Linked DNA regions of Mus musculus: all the other regions are linked to region 1. Evidence: chromatin contacts called from public HiChIP or PLAC-seq data. All regions are on one chromosome and are shown on one strand. Each heading gives the region's core, a stretch centred on a gene start, on an enhancer-like site or on the middle of the called end of the contact. The rest is flanking DNA. Distances are from core to core; before and after follow the strand shown.

What was found. HiChIP or PLAC-seq counts read pairs in DNA pulled down with a chosen protein or histone mark.
Region 2: a BATF HiChIP or PLAC-seq map of CD8 T cells shows a contact between it and region 1, with 7 read pairs. The contact joins the promoter of Ifi35 here to the enhancer-like site in region 1. A contact is called at or near these places in 4 of 39 promoter capture datasets (cranial neural crest, frontonasal cranial neural crest, hematopoietic stem and progenitor cells and 1 more), 1 of 484 Hi-C or Micro-C datasets (bone marrow), 5 of 115 datasets of contacts at active chromatin or transcription factors (CD8 T cells, the SCID.adh cell line, bone marrow-derived macrophages and 2 more) and 2 of 9 other capture datasets (adipose tissue and liver).
Region 3: a BATF HiChIP or PLAC-seq map of CD8 T cells shows a contact between it and region 1, with 14 read pairs. The contact joins the promoter of Atp6v0a1 here to the enhancer-like site in region 1. A contact is called at or near these places in 13 of 39 promoter capture datasets (the 3T3-L1 cell line, 3T3-L1-derived adipocytes, the C10 cell line and 8 more), 3 of 115 datasets of contacts at active chromatin or transcription factors (CD8 T cells, embryonic midbrain and embryonic stem cells) and 5 of 9 other capture datasets (adipose tissue, embryonic stem cells, liver and 2 more).
Region 4: a BATF HiChIP or PLAC-seq map of CD8 T cells shows a contact between it and region 1, with 6 read pairs. The contact joins two enhancer-like sites. A contact is called at or near these places in 12 of 39 promoter capture datasets (the C10 cell line, cranial neural crest, embryonic stem cells and 7 more), 3 of 15 datasets of contacts at CTCF or cohesin (the G1E-ER4 cell line, embryonic stem cells and large pre-B cells), 24 of 484 Hi-C or Micro-C datasets (the BV-2 cell line, the C2C12 cell line, the CH12 cell line and 13 more), 17 of 115 datasets of contacts at active chromatin or transcription factors (CD8 T cells, the NIH/3T3 cell line, T-cell acute lymphoblastic leukemia and 14 more) and 4 of 9 other capture datasets (adipose tissue, embryonic stem cells, liver and 1 more).

Annotation. Positions count from the first base shown.
Region 1 is chr11:101,193,902-101,196,590 of GRCm38.p6, reverse strand. It overlaps Ezh1 (enhancer of zeste 1 polycomb repressive complex 2 subunit), which reads left to right. Exons shown (of 21, transcript NM_007970.3): 16 at 894-1,072; 17 at 1,610-1,705; 18 at 2,042-2,123. Among named protein-coding and RNA genes, the nearest start is that of Cntnap1, 19 kb to the right of the region's middle. Within about 2 kb of position 1,305, at least 11 of the 459 cell types and tissues checked have an H3K27ac peak or open chromatin away from gene starts, as enhancers often do. A contact at or near this core is called in CD8 T cells, where this site is marked.
Region 2 is chr11:101,447,065-101,449,753 of GRCm38.p6, reverse strand. Ifi35 (interferon-induced protein 35) reads right to left here and starts at 1,342. Exons shown (of 7, transcript NM_027320.4): 1 at 1,132-1,342. The coding sequence starts at 1,152.
Region 3 is chr11:101,008,088-101,010,776 of GRCm38.p6, reverse strand. Atp6v0a1 (ATPase, H+ transporting, lysosomal V0 subunit A1) reads right to left here and starts at 1,336. Exons shown (of 22, transcript NM_016920.4): 1 at 1,213-1,336.
Region 4 is chr11:101,061,975-101,064,663 of GRCm38.p6, reverse strand. Atp6v0a1 (ATPase, H+ transporting, lysosomal V0 subunit A1) reads right to left here. Exons shown (of 22, transcript NM_016920.4): 22 at 945-2,352. The coding sequence ends at 2,259. Among named protein-coding and RNA genes, the nearest start is that of Naglu, 6.8 kb to the left of the region's middle. Within about 2 kb of position 1,338, at least 213 of the 459 cell types and tissues checked have an H3K27ac peak or open chromatin away from gene starts, as enhancers often do. A contact at or near this core is called in CD8 T cells, where this site is marked.

The DNA.
Region 1 (2,689 bases), core at 56-2,555:
TAGTTCTCCACTTCTTACCCACCTTAACCTTTCCTCATTTTTCCTGCTTGTGGCCAAGCAATAGATGGCAGCCTCTGGGTTTGCAGAGGGCAGTACCCAGGCCTCTGTGCTGTGATTGTCACCTGACAAGGAAGAGATAGTGATCTCAGCCACAGTAGATAAGAGCTAGTGCTGCTGAGCTGTGGGCAGCGAGGACCGCACAGAGCGGATGCTGCGTTCGTTTCCGAAGACGGTGCTTGTTTTGATGAGGAGGCTTTACTGTGAAAAGCACTGATTTCATTTTCTTCTGGGTTCTTTCCACCTCAGTTCCAAATTCTGTCAACAAGGACGAGAGGGGGACCCTGTTAGGAAATCTCCAGGTGACACTTAATAGTCACACCTGCCTTTTTGTCTGTTGGGAATTAGTTCATAGTGTGTGTGTCTCTGTGTTAGCACACGCGTGCATGTGTGTGTGGCCAGAGGTTAACCTTGGGTGTCATTCGTGAGGAACCACCTACCTTGTTTTTCTAGATGGGATCTTTCACTGCAGCTAAGGGCTTGCTCATTAGCTAGGTTGTGTGGTGAGTGAGCGCCAGGAATCCATCCGTCTGCACTTTCCCTGCACTGGGGTTCTAAGCACATAGGTGGTTCCATGCCTGACATTTGTATATAGGTTCTGTGGATCAAAATTAGTTTCTCATGTTTACACGGTGAGTGCTTTAACAACTGAGCCATGTCCTGAGCCCTAACGGAGGCACTTCCTTGTCTTGAGGGAAAAGCCAGATGTTCAGGGGAAGGAACCTTCTGCCTGTTGTGCCAAGAGTCCTTGGACATGTCACATTCAGTTCTCTGCTCTCCCCGAGTCCGACCTGCATGAGTGCCCGCTTCCTAACCATCCCAATCTCCCCACTCAGGCCAGAATCGCTTTCCTGGTTGTCGCTGTAAGACTCAGTGCAATACCAAGCAATGTCCATGCTACTTGGCAGTTCGTGAGTGTGACCCTGACTTGTGCCTCACCTGTGGGGCCTCAGAGCACTGGGACTGTAAGGTGGTGTCTTGCAAAAACTGCAGCATCCAGCGTGGCCTCAAAAAGGTGAGGTCTTTTCTTGGGTCAAGATGACAGTGGGAAGGAGGAAATGTTACCAGGTGTCATTGTTCCTTTGGCTCCTCAGAGGGGTTGTATGTAAAAGTGCTTGACAGATCTTGTCAGTGGTCAAAGTAATCTAATTTTCCATTCTACCAAAAGGAGCAGAGGGGTATAGACCATTCTATTCCCCTGTGGTGTTGGGTTGAAGTCCAAGTCTCTGCACATGAGAGGCAAGCACTTTCCCTCTGGGCTCCACAGCCCCAGAGTTGCCCCTTCTACTGCCTACATTATGATGTATGCCCAGACTCAGCCCCGGAGGTCCACAAGGAAGAGGAAGAAAATATCCTGTTTCCTTTACCATTTCCAGTTTTTGTTCTTACCCCTCAAGAGTGAAATGGTTTGGACCTCTTCTGTTTTCAGGTTCCCCTGACAGTTGGTAGTTCTTTCCACCTGCCCCCGTCCCACACGTGCACATGAAGCACTCACACCCACTCACACCCGCCCACCCGCCCGCCATCTAAGGCTTGCCTCCCTCTCCCCCAGCACCTGCTGCTGGCCCCTTCCGATGTGGCCGGATGGGGCACCTTCATCAAGGAGTCTGTGCAGAAGAATGAATTCATTTCTGAATATTGTGGTGAGGTGAGTGTTCCAGGTTCAGCCCGTGTTCTTACTGGGAAGATACTGACAAGAAGCTCTCTGACTTTCTGTGGGTTAGGCTTCTGTGAATTCATCTCTAAATAACTCAGCCCAGTTTTCATGTGGCCTCTCAGGGGATCCCACAGAACTGTTTGCAATCCTGAAACAAACCACTGTTTGTCAAGTGTTGGTATCTTGCTCTCTCTAGCCTTCACCCTGGTCAGCTTTGGTGGAGAGGGCTAGCAGAGTCTTGCTCTCCTGCACTGCCCCTTCCCAGGTAGGACAGTGTCAGACCTCGAGCAGGCGAGACATCCACTTCTTCCTTGTTTACTCCTCCAGCTCATCTCTCAGGATGAGGCTGATCGTCGAGGGAAGGTCTATGATAAATACATGTCCAGCTTCCTCTTCAACCTCAACAATGGTATGGCATGGCCTTCTGTACCTAGGTGATCATGTGCAAGTCTTCACACTAAGCAGCCTTGGCTATGATCCAGGTTCCAATCAGCACTGACTCGACCGACTCTTAAAGCAGAGTGCTAAGCTGAGCTGGGAAGCCTCCTGGGCTCTGCTTCATTTCTGAGCTGTGTTAGGAATGGGAACATGGGCACTTGCACTTGAGAAGGTACCCTAACCAATAGGTGGGAGGAGATCCAAAATTCAGAGGGAGGACTCCAGGGGATGCTGTCTCATGAGGAGGCAGGCTGCACTTTCACATATTCTGTTACTATTCTGGGCTTCACGTTCCCATTAGATTAAATTGTTTCTGTTACCTCTTAACTGATCCTAAAGTAGAGCTACAGAATGGGGGATTGAAGCTAGGCACATTTCTGATGCCTATAACCCCAGCATTTGACAGGCTAGAACAAGAGAGCTACCACATATTTGAGGCCAGTCTGAGCTACAGGAGATCCTGTCTTCAACAAACAAAAATGGGCACAGTGGTACAGTCCTGAAGTCATAGCACTGGGCATGAGGGTTACAGTAAGT
Region 2 (2,689 bases), core at 93-2,592, 250 kb before region 1:
TTTGTTTATTTTATGTATGTGAGTACACTGTTGCTTTTCTCAGGCACATCAGAAGAGGGCATCGGATCCCATTACATGTGGTTGCTGGGAATTGAACTCAGGACCTCTGGAAGAGCATTTAGTGCTCTTAACCACTGAGCCATCTCTCCAGCCCCTCTTCTCATACTCTTAAGGTAAGCAGTTTATAGACTGAGCTAGCTCTCTAGCCTTCCCTCTAGGTATCTTTGTGAAGAAGTGTAATATCCCTACATAGTAAGTGAAGGGATTAGACTGTCAACTTTAGAAAAGCTAATGTTTGGTCCAGTGCAACATGTCTGAAGAAACTAGGATCTGAAACCAGGCAGGTTGGCTCTTCAATATTGCTTTTTCCTTATTTGGCTCCAAATCGCTCCCTTTTTTTATTGTATCTGGGAGATAAATGGAAGTTTTCCGTGCCAGAAGACTAACAAGGGGAGGCAGAGCTGCTGAGGACAAGCTGCATTGGATCCCTCCTCGAAGGTGGCTGCCCACTGTGCTTCCTCCTGAGGCCTCACTGGCTGTTGGCAGGCAGACTTCACAGCTCAACCTAGCCTATCTGAGGTGGCCTCAGTCAGAGGCACTTAGAAAGACCACCTGTCCCAGAGAGGACCAATGGTCAGGTTGACATGGCATTCTGAGGGGAGGAGTTTTTGGCTGGGAAGTACCTCAGAGTATTCCCTTTGCTGTTTAGAATAGCCAGAAACCTTTGATGCTTACAGCTCTCTACAACCCTGAAGCATACATCCACATAAAGAAAGATCAAGGCCGGGCAGTGGTGGCGCACACCTTTAATCCCAGCACTTGGGAGGCACAGGCAGGCAGATTTCTGAGTTCGAGGCCAGCCTGGTCTCCAGAGTGAGTTCCAGGACAGCCAGGGCTAAACAGAGAAACCCCGTCTCGAAAAACCAAAAAGAATGATCAAGGTCCTTACTTTAGGTGTCAGAGTCCTGGTTTTGACAATAGGTAAATGACAAGATCCACAGACCAAGGTACCCTAAGCGCTCTACTTCTCTTCCACCCTTAGCAGGCTTGAGCCGAGCAGGTCTAAGCCTAGAACACTGTGTTCCCGCCCCTCCCCACATGCGACAAATGCTCCCCTGCTCCCGTACTTACAGTTTGCAGGGTCACAGACATGGCTCTCACGTCTGGCAGAAGCTGGGGCTTCAGAGCAGGGTTGGCAGTGAAGAGTTCTGAAGGACTAAACTCTTTGACCCCTCAGAGGTGGCTCTGGTCTCCTCAGCCTCCAGCAGCGTCTGAAACACACTTCCACTGCTGTTGCTTGCTTGCCGGCCTCACTTCCACTTTCATTTCTGTGAATTCTGCTTCTGAGCATACAGCCCCACCCTTGGGCGGAGCCTTCCAAGTCATCAAATCTAACTACCCAGTCAGGCATGTGCTCCTGGGACCGCAAAGGGAAGACTTTCCCAGGCAGCCAGTTCTAGCATAAACCATGGTAGGATTTTTAAGACTTCCAGACAGACAGGCTCTCAGTACTGCAGCTCTAGCTGGCTTCACACCCTTGAGATCTGTCTGCTTTTGCCTCCAAAAAGCTGTGATTAAAGAACTGTGAGTCACCCTGGAGGCAGAGGCAGGCGGATTTCTGAGTTCGAGGCCAACCTGGTCTACAAAGTGAGTTCCAGGACAGCCAGGGCTATGCAGAGAAACTGTCTCCAAAAAACCAAAAAAAAAAAACAAAACAAAAAAAACCTGTGAGTCAAGTGGCGGCGGCACATCTTTGATGCCAGCGTTCAAAGAGGCAGGTGGATCTCTGTGACCAGTCAAGCCTAGTCTACAGAGTGATTTTTCAGGGCAGCCACAGGTACACAGAGAAATCCTACCTCCAAAACCCAAAATATAAAGGGTTCAGCTGTTGAGTACCAGAGGACCCAGGTTCAACTCCCAGTATCCACATGGCTATTGGTAACCTTTTTCTTTTAAAAAAGATTTATTTATTATGTGTAAGTACACTGTAGCTGTCATCAGACACTCCAGACCAGGGAGTCAGATCACATTGCAGATGGTTTCGAGTCACCACGTGGTTGCTGGGAATTGTACTCAGGACCTTCGGAAGAGCAGTCAGTGCTTTTTGTTGGTTTTATTGTTTCCGAGACAGGGGTTTTATCTGTGTAGCCTTGGCTGTCCTGTAACCATGCTGTCTTGTAGACCAGGCTGGCCTGGAACTCCGAAACTCGCCTGCCTCTGCCTCCCAAGTGCTGGGATTAATGGCGTTGAGCCACCACTGTCTGGCGCAGTCAGTGCTTTTATCCACTGAGCCATCTCACCAGCCCAACTAAAAAGCCCTTTTATTTATTTATTTATTTATTTTTTATTTATTTTTTTTTTTTTAAGATTTATTTATTATTTATTATATGTAAGTACACTGTAGCTGTCTTCAGACACACCAGAAGAGGGCATCAGATCTCATTAAGGATGGTTGTGAGCCACCATGTGGTTGCTGGGATTTGAACTCTGGACCTTTGGAAGAGCAGTCGGGTGCTCTTACCCACTGAGCCATCTCACCAGCCCCCTTTTATTTATATGAGCACTCAGTAGCCGTCCTCAGAAACACACCAGAGTTGTGAATCAGATTCTAATTACAGATAGTTGTGAGCCACCATGTGGTTGCTGGGATTTGAACTCAGAGCCTCTGAAAGAAGTCAGTGCTTTTTTT
Region 3 (2,689 bases), core at 87-2,586, 190 kb after region 1:
CGTTGGTAATGACAAAGCACTTTTAACAAGCCGGAGGAAAAGCCTTCCACCTCTGCAGCTTCCTGCGACTCATCCCCATCCTCAAAGACAACTGCCTTCTTCTATCTGTCAAGTCTCTCCTAGGAGCCTGAAGGCTTCCGTTCAGGTCAGCAGCTGGCGCTATCAGTGGTACTGAAAATGCAATTATTTATTCGCGATAAGCTCCCCGCTCAGCTTCGGTACAGCAGCATCTGCAGTATCTATCCTCAACAGATCATCATGCACTGCATCACTTTTAATGTCGTAACGTCATGCAAATTCCATGTTAATCGATAGATAAGACTGATGTTTCCGAGAAGATTTGCCCTTCGGGAAGGCAGGAAGACATTTTGAGGAACCCGAAAAACAAATCCTTTCGGCATTAGGTGTTCAAGGAGAGCAAAATAACACACTCGACTAAAAGCAAGCATTTCTCAAGAGATTATGTGGGTTGACTTAAGAATATGAATCACCCACATAAGCTATAACCAGTCCTTTCCACCTTGAACGAGGATAGATGCCACAACCTCAAAATAAATGAAATCATGTCTGACAGGCATAGCTGACAGGGCTGACAGGGCTGACAGCCTCCAGTGAGTTACCGCCCTCCTCCTGTTCCTTCATGATTACAGGCCTCTCCAAGACTATCTCTACCCCCACTGAAACCAAACACAATACGAATTTGGAAAAGCGGTTTCCAGGGGTCGCGAAATGAAGTACGAAGAAAGTAATTCTGCAAAAGGGTGATCCAAACCCAAGGTCCTCCCAGGAGGACTCTCGCTCGGATTCTCCAATCCTCCCTTTCTAGCAGGGAGCATTTGTCGTTCACCTCTTCGTTTCTAAGCTGCACAGTGAGAGCGCAGAAATTTTCTGGACCAGGCATAACCTGTCTCCTGGTTAGGGAAGAAATCCCCAAATTGTAAGACCCTTTAAGAAATCCCCCCAGATCACTCTGCCTATCCGATCTCTTCTGTCCTTTCGCCTCCTCCTCTCCCGGGTCATTCCTGAGCAGTGGCCCTCCAGTTCCTCTGCCCACAGGAAGGGTGTCCGAAGAGGGAGATGAGCCCCCCATATTTTTCTCAGAGACCTAAGATCCTGGCTAATTCTTCTGACAAGCATCCGAGGTATCCGAGTGCGCTCCACGTCCCCTCGAAAGCCACTCGGGGAAGCGCTCTTTCTACAACCCCAGCTCACCTCTCGCCGGCTCCGCCGCCGCCGCGACCGCAGCCGCCGCAGCAAAGCGACCCCGGCTCAGGCTGAGCAGAGTCGCCGACCAGCGTACGCAAGCAAGGCTCCGCCCCCACGCCACCGTCGAGTCCCGCCCCCGAGATGATTTCATCTCAGTTGACCAATAGGATGCTGCCTCTCCCCTGCTGCCGCAGTGCAGAGTCTATGGGGCTCGGGCGAGTCCTGGTGTGCAGTCGCCATCTTTGTTCCGGCGTTGTGATTTCTATCCCAGTTTGGAAGTCATCTGGGCTGGGCGTGTGACTTTTGAAGTGTTTGCCTTTTGAGCCCATCAGAATCCTTTCTCTCTATTATCCTCGGAGCAAGGTTACCTGCCATCTCTACTTTCCAGAGAACCAATTCACAACTTTTTCTTGGAGAAAGCAGCATGAAAGAAATGGGCACATTATAGAATGATCTGAGAGCTTGAAGGGAGCCTCAAAGCTAGTCTTCTTTACGTATACGCATCCTATGTCGTTCTTAGACCTCTGAAAATATTTGAGCCCCAGACTGGAGAGCGACTTAAGATAAGTCCTATATTAGAGACATAGGATCTCGTCCACTTACAAAGTATCGGATTCATTCTTCCAGCAGCTACCTAGGATTTACACTTATCCAAATTGGAAAAAAAAAAAAAATCCCCGGAAGACCACATGTTGACAAAGTAATTATTTTTATCTTGCTTACTAGGTTTCTGTGAACCCATCTGACCACGTAGGAGTTTTCAGTTCCTCATATATCTTTTGAATGCAAAATAATACCTACCTTTTTTTTTTAAAGCTCCTTTTCTAAATATTGATAGAGTCCTTTCCCCCCAATTAAAGAAGAGTAGGGAGTCAGCAGAAACATCAGGAGGAACTTGGAGAACTGGTCAGTCAGTCTCTGTGGGTGGCGGAACTCATTGAGATTCAAGTGTAGTGAAGGAGGTATTTCGGATTTAAAAAAAAAAAAAAAAGCAACTTGTACTGATAATTTTTATCTGCTTGGCAGAAGTATTACAAAACGTGTTTTGTGAGCCCGAACAAAATGATGGACACAGTGAACATTTTATTTGAATTTTTCTACTGCACATGGTAATTGAAGGTATTGCTTCATTACAATTCTCTCGAGAAGCAGCATTTCTGAGACCTAGGCTTTACGGTTTTCACATTCTGAAGCTCCTTCTACAGGCAGGGACCCACAATTGAAATCCTGCCAAGTATTTCACAATGACTGTCACTTCCTTCCTCGTAGACTTAGAAAAAAAAAGCTAACCTCAGAGTCAGCTGCTTCCTAACCGCAAACAAGTGTTTCATACACTACCTGTAAGAAAGCCTATCCCGGACTATAGTTCACTTGAGTTGTTTCTACACCCCACGCCGTGGTTTCCCTGAAAGTACATCCTCTTAGAGGTCCAATAATAATAATAATAATAATAATAATAATAGTTATTATGGAGGTCAGAGAA
Region 4 (2,689 bases), core at 89-2,588, 130 kb after region 1:
ATCCTGTATCCACCCCCAGAGGGCCGGGACTGCAGATATATAGTGTCAGGCTCTGTTCTCTCTGCGGAGAATTACCTTGGCCTCTTTGTCTAATCTTGGCTGACTGTAAATTAGCATTTGATCCTGGATTCTTGACTCTGCCATTCTAGTTAGTCCTCCCTGTGAGCAAGAGGATCAGGGTTTTCTTTGGGGCTTTCATTTAAAGATGGAGTCGGGGAGCACTGCTCCAGGGGAGGTGACCTGCTGGTTGGGAGAGAGGGGTATAGACTAGGGTGGACTAAGAAGATGGAATGAACAGGATGTCCCAGCTCTTCTCCCTGTTCTTATGAGAAGCAGGTGTTACATTCCTGTGCCATAAACCAGCCCTGTGTGTGTGTGTGTGTGTGTGTGTGTGTAGGGGGCAGGGCAGAGAAAGAATGTGTATGTCTCAGAGACGGGAAGTGGCCTCCCCACCCAGCCTTCTCCCCGCATAGTCTACCGGTTCTCTGGCCCTTAGCTTGCCTACTTCAGCATGTCACATTCTCCAGCTGCCCTGAGGAGCCTGCCAAGCCTCCACTTATACCGAGGCCAAAGGCTTTAGGGCTCAAAATAGCCAGGCCATGGAGGGCTGGAGAATGCACTTGGAGAGAAGTCGGGGCAGACACCCAGGCCCCCTTCTCTGCTTGGGATACACAGGGAAGGGAAGGGAGATAGAGACTGCCCAAGCAATGCAAACTTGGCTCAGGGCAGTGGGAAGGCGCCTGGGCGACTTGAGATAAGGTGCTAATTTCACAGACTCACCGCCCAGCCAGGGCCAGGGCGACTGTGGCCTCAGATCAGGAAGAAAAGCAGAAAGGCTGGCAGGCAGGAGGAAGTGGGTGTGGGCACCAGATGGGCTCCGGAGGGCAGAGCTAGAGTGACAGCCTCCCCGCACCCCCCTACACACACACTCAGAGACAGGCAGCTTTTCTGAGAGTCAAACACACTTTATTCCGGATAAGATGTCTGGACAGAAGGCCTTGGACAGGGTCCCCACAAAGAGCTCTGCTGCAGGCCTCTCTGCAAACAGAGCAAAGATCACGTAACCGGGCACAAAAGGACAGAGGGGTTCAGAACAAGGTCACCATGGGCCGGTCCTGCCTGGGCGAGTGTGGGGGTAGTTCTCATGAGCACCTGGGTGGGGGAGGGGAGGGGCCTTGCTGATTTAGTGTCACTTCCACAGGGAAGGCAGTGAGTGAATTGCAGGAGTCAGCACATGATTAGAAGGGTCTGAGATCCACAGTACATGAGGTAGCCGGCGAGGGCTTGGCAGGCCTGGGCAGCGCTCCCATACCTGCGCTGGCAGCCCAACAGTCACCTCCGCTTAGCAAATTGTAAATGACCTTCCCTGCCCAGGACACCACTCCTGAAACCTGGGGTCAGTGCGGGGCTTGGGGAGGGAGTCTCAGTGGGCAGATCAAGGCAGGCCTGCCAGCAGAACCAACCTTACTGACCACAGCCTCAGGACATCATGATCAGGGTGCAGAAGGGCTCAGAGATGGGCCAATTTTAACTTCTGCCTTGGGGTGTAGTGTTGGGCAAGGCCCATTCACCTACAGACTGGGTGGAGGGAACCTAAGATCCGGAAGCCCAGTGCTGCAAGTCGGTGAGACCCCCCCAGTCCCAGGGATGCTATGCTGCGCCAACAGGGCTCGAGGAGGGGGTGCTTAGGAGGGTGGTGGCTATCCTGGGACCTTTGGGATGGTCCAGGTGGGGCCAGCCTAATTTCCTGAATATTAACTGGAGAGGGCTGGGCAAGGGATGACCGCAGCATCTTCCTGACTGTCCCTGCTAGTGGAGTGGGATGTGTTTCATAAGCAGTGTCCCCCTGTAGGAGAGGACCAATTACCATCCTCCTCCAAGGTGTGACCAAGAACTCCTGGACTGAAGAGGGATCCCTTGCATCCTGAGGGCTCTGTGCCCCGATGTGGCTGTGCAGGTTGGCTCACCAGCAGGGGGTGGAACAGGGCTGTCTGTCTGGGGGGCCAAGGGGCCTAGCCGGTGCCGTGGGGATGGGTGAGTATCAGGCACAGTCATTCAGCATTCAATCCAAAGTTTTGGGGTAGAGAGACCGAGGCAAGGCCAGCACTACCTAAGTGAGTCACAGCAGGGACAAGGGGTTGCAGGGCGACACAAAGGCCCAGGCATCCAGGGATCACAACCAGCAGGCAAGAGAGACACAGCTGATCACTGTGGAGACGGGCAGGGGAGCTGCTCTGGGCATGCGCCCTGCCTCAGACTCACTCATCAAACTTCCCTTCCCGAATGTGCTCAAAGGAGAAGGGGAGGAACTTGAAGCCAGTCCCAGTGTAGAATTTGTTCTGGAACTCCACCCTGCAACGCAGAAGAGCACAGCTGTCATTTCACAGGGAAAATGGAACAGGGCTGAGTGTGGTGGCCCACACTTCAACCGTGGGGGACAGAGGCAGGTGGATTGGTGGCCAGCCAGGGTGACATTGTGAGACCCCGTCAAAAATAAAAATAAAATAAAATAAGGAGGTTAAATGGCTCCGTGGTTAGAGTACGGGCTGCTCTTGCAGAGGACCTGGGTTTCCAGCACCCACATGACTGCTCACAACTGCCTGTAACTCCAGCTCCTAGAGACCTGACACCCTCATCTAGTCTCCATGCCCCCACTCAGACACATAAATAAAACAATAGGGGGCTGCAG